3 separate regions of the Zea mays genome follow, and all the other regions are linked to region 1. A link is a contact called in public Hi-C data. All regions are on one chromosome and are shown on one strand. Each heading gives the region's core, a stretch centred on a gene start, on an enhancer-like site or on the middle of the called end of the contact. The rest is flanking DNA. Distances are from core to core; before and after follow the strand shown. Region 1 has its middle 54 kb from the start of LOC100275772. Region 2 has its middle 24 kb from the start of LOC103626716. Region 3 holds the start of LOC100276961.

Evidence for each region. Hi-C and Micro-C count contacts between places; a contact is called where the count stands out from the background.
Region 2: a Hi-C map of tassel shows a contact between it and region 1, with 8 times the contacts expected there. The contact joins two enhancer-like sites. A contact is called at or near these places in 5 of 25 Hi-C or Micro-C datasets (bundle sheath, ear, leaf and 2 more).
Region 3: a contact with region 1 is called in a Hi-C map of tassel, with 4 times the contacts expected there. The contact joins the promoter of LOC100276961 here to the enhancer-like site in region 1. A contact is called at or near these places in 3 of 25 Hi-C or Micro-C datasets (ear, leaf and tassel).

The regions. Positions count from the first base shown.
Region 1 is chr5:95,075,247-95,078,377 of Zm-B73-REFERENCE-NAM-5.0, forward strand. No RefSeq gene overlaps it. Among protein-coding and RNA genes, the nearest start is that of LOC100275772, 54 kb to the right of the region's middle. Within about 2 kb of position 1,550, at least 16 of the 20 cell types and tissues checked have an H3K27ac peak or open chromatin away from gene starts, as enhancers often do. A contact at or near this core is called in bundle sheath, ear, leaf and 1 more, where this site is marked.
Region 2 is chr5:94,820,464-94,823,594 of Zm-B73-REFERENCE-NAM-5.0, forward strand. No RefSeq gene overlaps it. Among protein-coding and RNA genes, the nearest start is that of LOC103626716, 24 kb to the right of the region's middle. Within about 2 kb of position 1,443, at least 20 of the 20 cell types and tissues checked have an H3K27ac peak or open chromatin away from gene starts, as enhancers often do. A contact at or near this core is called in bundle sheath, ear, leaf and 1 more, where this site is marked.
Region 3 is chr5:95,278,820-95,281,950 of Zm-B73-REFERENCE-NAM-5.0, forward strand. LOC100276961 reads right to left here and starts at 1,449. Exons shown (of 3, transcript NM_001150649.2): 1 at 911-1,449. The coding sequence starts at 1,343.

The DNA.
Region 1 (3,131 bases), core at 300-2,799:
GGAAGGGATCACGACTCGTGCGTAAAGTGTGCAACCTCGGCAGAGTGTTGGAAACTGGTATATTAGTTGTGCCCATGATTATGAGCAGCCTTGTGAGCTCCTTTGATTAGAGTTACTCTGGATACTTTTATGATGATGTTTAATGATGACGATTATAACTATGGTATTTTGGTATTTCCTCTTTGAGGGAGTGCCATTTGGGTAATAACTTGGGTTTATTACTAAAACTTGGTTTTCTATTTAGTAATAAATACCTGACCAACTAAAAGCAACTGATTCAAGCTTAATTCCACATACAGCTAGTCCACTTTAGCCAAACGGGACATTTACTGAGTACGTTGATGTGTACTCACCCTTGCTTTAAAAACCACCCAACATCAGGTTGTCCCTATTGCAATAAGTGCTCAGGAGAAGATGAAGGCAACATGGAGGACTTTCAGGACTTCGACGAATTATAGTTGTGTTTAGTGGTGAACCCCCAGTCAGCTGCCTGTGAAGGCCTTATCGTACTATGTTTCGTGTTCGCACTTTGATCTATGTTAAGTTAATGACTCTGTGGATGTCTTGGACATCATGATGTAATAAGTACTTATTTCCGCTATTATTTTGAGCTATGTGTAATAATGTCCAATTATGTAATCGCTGTGTACGTGAATTTCTAATCCTGGCACGTACATGATTTACATTCGGTTTGTCGTCCAAAACCGGGTGTGACGAGCAGGGATGACAATTAAATGGGGACTAGAGCTGTAAAAGAGCCAGACTCAGCTCGACTCGATGCATGAGCAGGCTGAGCTCGGTTAGATTTAACGTTTCTACGATCTCGAGGTAGAGGCTTGACTCTGGCATGCAAGTCGGCCTGCTTTGCTTCTTGATTCTAGAGAAGATAACTAGTATAGGCAATGCACATGAATAATAAAGCATAGGCTAAGTAAAATCAATTGATCGAGCAATGTAGATAACATATAATGAAAAAAAATTAAGTAGATTTGTGTATCCAAATTTTTGGGCTCTTAGTCTCTATTAAATCAATTTGGACCTAGCTCGTGAGCCAGCTCAAGAGCTTGAACGAGCTGGCTCGACTCTAGCTACATAACAAAAGCCCAAAAACTTGTTGAGAACTATGTTACCACGTATCACTAGATCCGCTTTCTTCGCTCCCGTCACCAGTAGAAGCGCGAGAAGTTATATAACCTCGTTCTCTTTCCTAGCAATCCATACACTCAGAGAACACACAAGACACAATATGTAGGATTGAGTCTCTGGTCTCTTTTTGTCGTTCTCATATTATGAGGGGTATAGGCTTCTTTATATAGAGACGTGAGACCACTCAAGAGTATATTCGGTATTTACCCACATAACCTTTTATTAGGGTTTCTCAACAAAACTAACTTCATTTGGCTCATCTAAGGCTCGGGAGTCGAACCGCTTCTAGCTCAAGTAGTCTCATAAACTTGGAGCTTTTTTCCAATTGAGGACCGCTGCAACCCGACAATATCAGCCGAAAAAAGATTGTGTGTTGGGCAAGAAGCTTACGACCCAGCAGTCACTCCATGACAATGAATCAGCCCATGTAAGACCGTGTATAGGGGCAAGAAGGTTACGGCCCAACAGTCTCTCTATGGCAACGAATGTGGCATTGGCCCAAAAAGTTAAGAAAAACGAATGTGGGCTCGACCCAAAAGTAGAAGTAAAGAAAAAGGAGAACAAATATCGTGGGCAGCAGTGTTACCCCAGGATTAAGTGGGCTAATACGAACATGTACTCTTTCGTTTCGTAATAATAACAAGATAAGTCTACCCATATTTTTGTCTCTTTGTATCTAGGAATGACAATGGTTCGGATTCGAGCTGGGTGGAGAAAAATCTATCCACGGTCGCATATGTGAAGTCTAACTAAACCCACTCACGATCATACCCACGGGTGTAATTCCAAACCCGTACCCGAACTCGTCGGGTTTCAGGTGGGTTTTAGGTCACTCATGGGTTTTCTACATTAAGGACTTTTAAACAATAATTCAACTATAAACAATTAAGTACTAATTCGGTGGCGGAGCCAGGAATTTTGGTTAAGAGGGCCTTTCTGCCATATTATTATATACTAGTTAGTTGCCCATACATTAATAAGGTTTCTATATATCATATAAATAGACTTTGCTCAAATGAGATATTTATTCAAACACGATTATGTTTCTTATTTTAAAATTATTACTATATAGTTACAATATCACTTCTTCATATAACACAAACATACATAAGTTACGGTGGTAGAAGCCAAACACCTCAAACCGAGTGGGTAGGGTTCTAATCTTTGGCACCCCAGTCTGTCTGGTTCAGATATAGAATCCTGAAAATTTGATTATAACTATGAGATGCGAGAAATCTGTTGTGAGCTGATGATTGTAAAAAAACTAAAATTTGTTTGGTTAAAACAAATATCAACTATAGATTCTATAAGAACATGAAAGTTTTGTAACATGAATGACAGAAATCTAGAAAATCTAAGGTAGAAGGTTATTCTGAATTGAACTAGAGAAATTAGTACATTTTTAGCAATCTATTTTACTATTGTACTCGTTTGATTGAGAATCTAGATTTTTGGCAGGAAATCTGGTTCAGAAAGCTAAACCAAACACTCTCTTATATTAGTAGAAATTTATATAACATATAACATTGTAATATCTGCTAGTTATAGTTTATATGCTCACCAAGTAACATATAACACGTCAACTAAGCAACATATATGCACAGGTGCAGGATAGTTCGTAGCGGAAACTGACTAACAACGACACGACAGGAGCCCTCGGTGGGGCGACGCATGGGCATAGAAGGACTACGATACGAGCGTGCAGCAACATATCACGGATTCACGATTTATAAACATGAAGAACGAGATCACGTGATAGGATTTCCGTTTAGTTGCGTATCATGCGTTGTATTTCGTTTGAGCTTTGACCAATTAAGCTTAATTGGACTAATTAATATATGCATATTTTTAAATTTTGTTGGCAGGTGCAGCCCCTGCTTGCCTCCGCCTACCAACAATAATTGAGCTATATCATTAATTTTAAGTCTTCTTATATTGAACAACAACAAATTATTTCATGAATCATTAGCTAAGTTATTTATTCA
Region 2 (3,131 bases), core at 193-2,692, 250 kb before region 1:
CTTTTTCCTTACAGGCCTGGAGACTTGGCCCACATAATACAGACTGCCCAGCTGGCCAGCTCCTTCGCGAGAGCTCGATCCACTCGGCCTCTTTAGCAGTGATGGGCCAACAAATGGAGTAATCTATCACCCCAAAAAAAACATAAGGCCGTAAAAGATGGTCTTTAGATACAATTACACTTATTTGGGCTGACCAGGTACGACAATTACCTGCGAACGATGTTGGTCACGAGCGAGAAGAAGGAACCGTAATTCACTTATTTGGGCTGACCGCTTCTTACATCCGTACATGGGCTTTATATGGCCCATTGCTCGTGGCCTGTTACCCCGCTATGCACTAGTGTTGCGCTTTTTTTCATTTAAAATATTTAGATTTTAAAACTATACTCCAGAACTGAAATATTGCGAAAAAAAAATGAGTGGCTACCGTCCCAATAATGGACTACAGAGGCTCAATTATGAATATTTTTGCATTTTTTTGGCACCAGGATCCCTAGGGGACCTGCCGCCGAGTATAGGGGCAAAAAAGACCCCCTCGTCTCTATACTCTTATTTTTTAAATAGGGTGTTTGGTATGTTTCATATGAGGAAAAAATATGCGACGTCTTGTCTTGCAACTCCTGGCACTACTAGCCAGTACACCTATGATGATAATTTCTCATATAGAATATACTAAACATCTTATTTAATAAGGGCAAAACATGTGTCGCCCCTCCCTCGACCAAGACGGTGTGATATCAAAGAATGAATATCTTTGGTACAAGATTGCGATATCACAAAGGTGCATGGCATGTACAAAGCTCTGAGATTAATCTCAAGAAAATGCTTCTGAACACCATGGTATTTTTCCCTTCATACTCAACCAATTGTCATAACCTTAATTCTGCAAAAACCCTAATACCTGATTACTCCAAACCAAACAGACTTGCCACTGCTAGCACGCACGTGCCACACCAGCGCGAGCAAAGCCGGTGGTTTGGTGCGTGCATGCAGGTGCAGCGTCTGGCTGGCAGAGCGCGTCGTCGCCGTGGACAGGAGGATTTCTTTTTTGTTTTCTGAACAAGGACAGCAGGATCTTTTTGCAGGACACAGGACGACGCCATCTATCACGTCGGCGTCGGCGTCGGCGGGGCCTGGTAGCGTGGACTCCGCGTCATGCGCCCATGCCCGTGCCGACACGCACCGGACAACTCGTGCATGCAACCTGGCCGAGCGGCGAGAGCGTGCTTATTAATTTATTTATTAATTAATCAGATCAGAAGAAGCCCCGGTGGAGTGGAGTGGAGCCACGCGCGCGCGCATCTCGACGGCGATTTTTCAGGCATGAACGCGCCGCGACCGACCGACCGAGCGCCCTGACCACGCGCTCACGCACACACTTACGTAAGGAACAGTTGGATGCATGCATGGCACTGGCACAGCACAAGAAGCACATGTTCCCCGTGCGGTGCGGCACAAGTGAGGACCCAGCGCAGCAGCAGAGGAGATCTCCCACTTCTCCAAGTACATGTACTCCTACCCACCAACACTTTCTGCTCGGTTGGAGAAGCATGCGGACGCAAGGGAATCAGAAGGCGGTGGGTGGTTGGTGAGTCTCTTGCGTCTCATATGCTACTGTCCACGTACACAGATCTAATCTAGGATAATCCGGGGTACCTAGCTAGCACTACGAGTATGTAGTAACTAATTAACCTGCGGGGTGTACTATAGCTAGCTTAAGAAAACAAAGGAGAGGAACCAAGTATATATGACGGACAGCGCTAAGGCTATCGTCTCCAGCAGCTCTCCTACTCCCTCTAGTCTAAATTGACGTTTAAGGCAACGAAGGAATGGATCAAAAATTTTGATGTTTTAGCTTTTGCATGCAAATTTAGCCGTTTTTGCCCCTGCATGCGCGCTTAGCGTGCACCAATGTTGCGCATTTAATTCCCCTTGCTACATGGGGCTCCTTATTTTCTCTGCATGCATGCGTATTAAACATGCTGAAATTGTGGAGCAGCATAGACACTTTGTCACGAGCTAAAAAGAAAAGAAAATGAAGACCGGCATTACCAATTTCATTGTTCGGTGGTTCCATATTCAAATCCATCATGAACAAGCACCACAGTTAGTAGTAGAGTAGTAGTATCTGGTTAGCTGGATTATTTTGGATATCTGGCACCAGTACGTTTGCAATGCATCTAGTGATAGCTAGCCGGATTACATCCACGCATCGGCAACATTGGCGCGAAAAAAATGGCATGCAGCGGCAACATTGGCGCGAACGAAAAAAATGACGGATGCAGCAAAATAAATCCCATCGCGAAAAAAGGGCCTCTAATGCACGGCCAGGAGTTGAACCGGAGACCGTAGGCTTCAAAAATGTCTTTCCAACCACATGAGCTAAGAGAATATAATGACCTCCAATGCCACACGACCTTATTTACTAAAGGTAAAACGGGAAACATGCACTCTAGTTAATGACTTCTCGTCAAGAATTTTAGACCTGGAGGGAGTATATCCCATTCTCTATCTTGTTTTCTATATCAAACCCCGCTCAACAAACACTATTATATGTGGTGCAAACATTATTTCGCACACGATCATATGCATGATAACGAGCGGGTAACGAGGCACCATCAACATCAACAGTAGAGGCACCGATCGAGCCCGTTCCATTAGTACACAGACGCTCTATAGCGGCGGTTGTGAACCAATTTTCACTAGTGTTTCTTGGAACCGCCGGTGCTAGGAGCCAGTAGAAATTATCATTTTACAGGCGGATAACTAAGAACCGCCAGTGAAAATCGATTTCACTGGCAGTTGAGTTAAGAAAATCGCTAGTGAAAAGTATTTTCATAAACATTAAACGAGTTTTTAAAACAGAAAAAATTATTTCAAGAGACACCCAGCCCTCGCTCGTCTCAGTCATAAGTCATGGCATTTTTCACATAAAATTCGCGCGTTACGCGGTTGTTAGTGAAAGGATCACGATGCCCAAGAGGGGGGGTGAATTGGGCTTTTCTAAAAATCAACACTAATTAAAACCTAAGCAAGAGCTAAACAAGAGCCCAACTTCACCCCAACAACTAGCACTAAGAAAATAATACTAGAAATGTAACAAGGCTAAAACAATGCTTCAAATACTTGCT
Region 3 (3,131 bases), core at 199-2,698, 200 kb after region 1:
TCAAGTTCTGACTTCCGAGTACATGACATATTATGGCCATACATTTCCAGACAAGTGGACTGGCAATATGCATCAAAGAAAATTGCAGGTTTGACTCATGGTTGAATTCAACATTTTTCGCACAAAGTTCAATTACTTCTGTGCTGAAGAAAACAGTTTCCTCAACCTTACCTTGCATGTCCCCACTAATATTTATTTCTTTTTCAACCAACACAAAACATTGTTCTGGATTTACTTAGTTCAAGGATATCATATTTTGATAATGTTCAAGATTCTGCCAATGGAATGGCAAGGACACATTCAGTTGTAGAACACAGATCTCTATTTGCCTGGGGGAAGTAAAAGCAGGAAATGCAATCAAGGTTATTTGAGAAATATATCACACATTGCATTTACTTTCCAGCGGTGGATGACCAAATGAGTGGCATCTTCTCAACATGAATGTAGCTGAGCAAAATGTCATAAATAACTAAAACAAAGGGAAATAGCACCCCAGAAAAAGAAAAGGTGGGCAATTCTGTTATTTTTTTACCTTTTCTAAGTCCGATTGTTAGGGATGACAAGATGGGCAGGAGTATTTGCACCGTTTTTGTTTTCTAAGAAGATGAACGAACGATTTTTTTTCATAAGGAACTGTGATTATGCCGATGTGACTACATTCAGAGCAGCATTCAGGCTTGTTGCTGACGACGTTATCTAATTTCGCCGCCCTTCTTTATAAATGTTGCCACCTTGCATGACGTGTTGTCGGGCTACATTTTTAGTTTCTAAATGAAATTACATACAGGGGATCTTCTTCTTGTTTTTTTTTTAATTCGCTGTTGTACCCGAGTGTAACTCCCATGCTCAAGAAATAAAGAAAGGATAACGTAATACTAGTAGGGGACAGGATAGCAGAGAGAGAGCCAACCTGCGGCAGCTACTTTGGTGGAACTATCCCCGGCGCGGCGATTGGCCGGGGCCGCCTCTCCTCGCCGCGCCGCGCCCCCGCCAAAGCCCATCTCCCGGAGAAGCTGCTCCTCAATGTCAGTGGAATATGTTTTCCCCTCGCCAAATCCCGCCGGTTTGGGCCGCATCGTCAGAAACTCCTCCTCGTCTATCTCCATCTCTTCATCGCCATCGTCGGACTCCCAGTCCTCTGCCTCCGTCTCATCCTCCTCGCCGCCGTCATCATCGAGGCTGGGGCCGGCCACGGGCTCGCGGTGGCGACGCCCGTATTTCCTCAGGCGGGGGAACGCGTAAGAGAGGTTGGCCCAACGCGCCCGCGAAGGCCGGGGCCGCGAGAAAGCGAGCGACGTCGCTGCCGTGGTGCACGCCGGTGGTGGGAGCAGCAGGAGTGGCATTTCGGTGTTCTTTATCCTCTCCCTCAGCAACGGCCAGGCCAGCCGGTTCAGACTTCACAGTATTACAATTGAGTGCTTCCCGCAAGAGCTGACGGCCTGGGCCTTCAGGCGCACTGTTTTCATGTTGGGCCAAGTTTTCAGACAACCGAAGATCGGGGGCCTGCTTCCGAGCCTAACGGCTAACAACACGCGGGCAAGAACACGGATTAACATCCACTGGTTTCGGCAACCCTTCCGCCGCAGCCCCGCTCTTTCTATTCATTTTTAAATATCTCTCTTTCATTCAATTCCCTATTTCTCTTCTCTGGTTATTCCTTGTATTCAGCTCTCATTTACATTTTAAGAGGTATATATATCTCTACTATATTAAAGCACCAGTTTTAACGGTCGTCCTACGTCAATAAATTTTAAAAACTCCTTGCATTTCTTCGAAAACAACCCGCACTCCTACGGGTATATACGGTCTCTGGTGATCACGAAATATACGGTCTCTGTTCATAATTTTTTTTTGTTGGTGACGAAATATATAAGCATAAGCTTTACCAAGAAAATCATAGATTAAGCCAATCCTGCCAAATCGTATGAGAACGCAAATTATAGGACACATTTCTCTACTATAATTAAAGCATGGCACTTCTCTACATGATAGTAATTATCATTATATGTGCACGATGCACTGAGATATCAGTGTGTAACAAGTCACAGTATTATCTTATCTCTTCTTATCTAAATTGCCCTTATTAAACCCAATTTATGAACATGAAGCACAAAGTCGAGTTGCGGCTTTTGCTGATTTGCTCTATATCAGTCCATTGCTGACCTTCCACTACGATAACTGCTAACTGAGCCATGTTCATCACTTATTTAATATATAACAAGAATGTTGGAGCTACAAACTGCATTATAATGGGTCTTCGACCTACAAATTGCATGTTTTCATAAAACAGGTGAATTGCTAAGTAATTATTATTATAAGTGCATGATGCACTGAGATATTGGTGCTAACAAATCACAATAGTATTTTATCCCTTTTTATCTGAATTGTCATTATTAAACCAAATTTATGAATAAGAAGCACAAAGTCAAGCTACAACTTTTGCTCTATATCAGTTCATTGGTGACCTTCCACTACGACCATTTGCTACTTCATATTTTTTCTTAAATGGGGTACCAACAAAAACATCTTTATAGTTGGTTTAATTGTAAAGGTTTAGAAAATGTTTGAATAAAAATCGTAGAAACGTACGGACACCTAACTATAATAGGTAGCAGAGAAAAGATATATCTATCTCTACTACCTATTAAGAAACTACTGTAGACCACGGGAGCTACCATGCCCCCTTCGTCCGGCCTCAGCTCTGCGATGCTCGGGATATGCGCCCCCTGCCAGCGCAACCTCAGTGGTCCAGGCCTCGCCCCTCTTCTGTCGCCCCCCCCCCCCCCCCCCCCCCCCCGTCCCGCCTCCCCCTCTACGCACACGCCCATCAGCTTCCCATCAAGTTGATATTTATCGTTCAGTATAAATATAATAATGATATTTATCGTTCTGTATATATGTTTTATACTATTTTTAACTGACGTGGCAACGCATGGGCACATACCTAGTTTGACTTAGTACAATATTTGTAATACCATAATACACATTTTTCAGTAATTAAACTCAAAAAAGATTAATTTTATAGTTAATACACTGATTAGTGAAAGGGGATATTAGCACCCACCTCAAGAGGGGGATTTTCTTCTCTCACCTAAAAGAGGGAGAGGGGGAGGGGGAATTGTTGGAGTCAT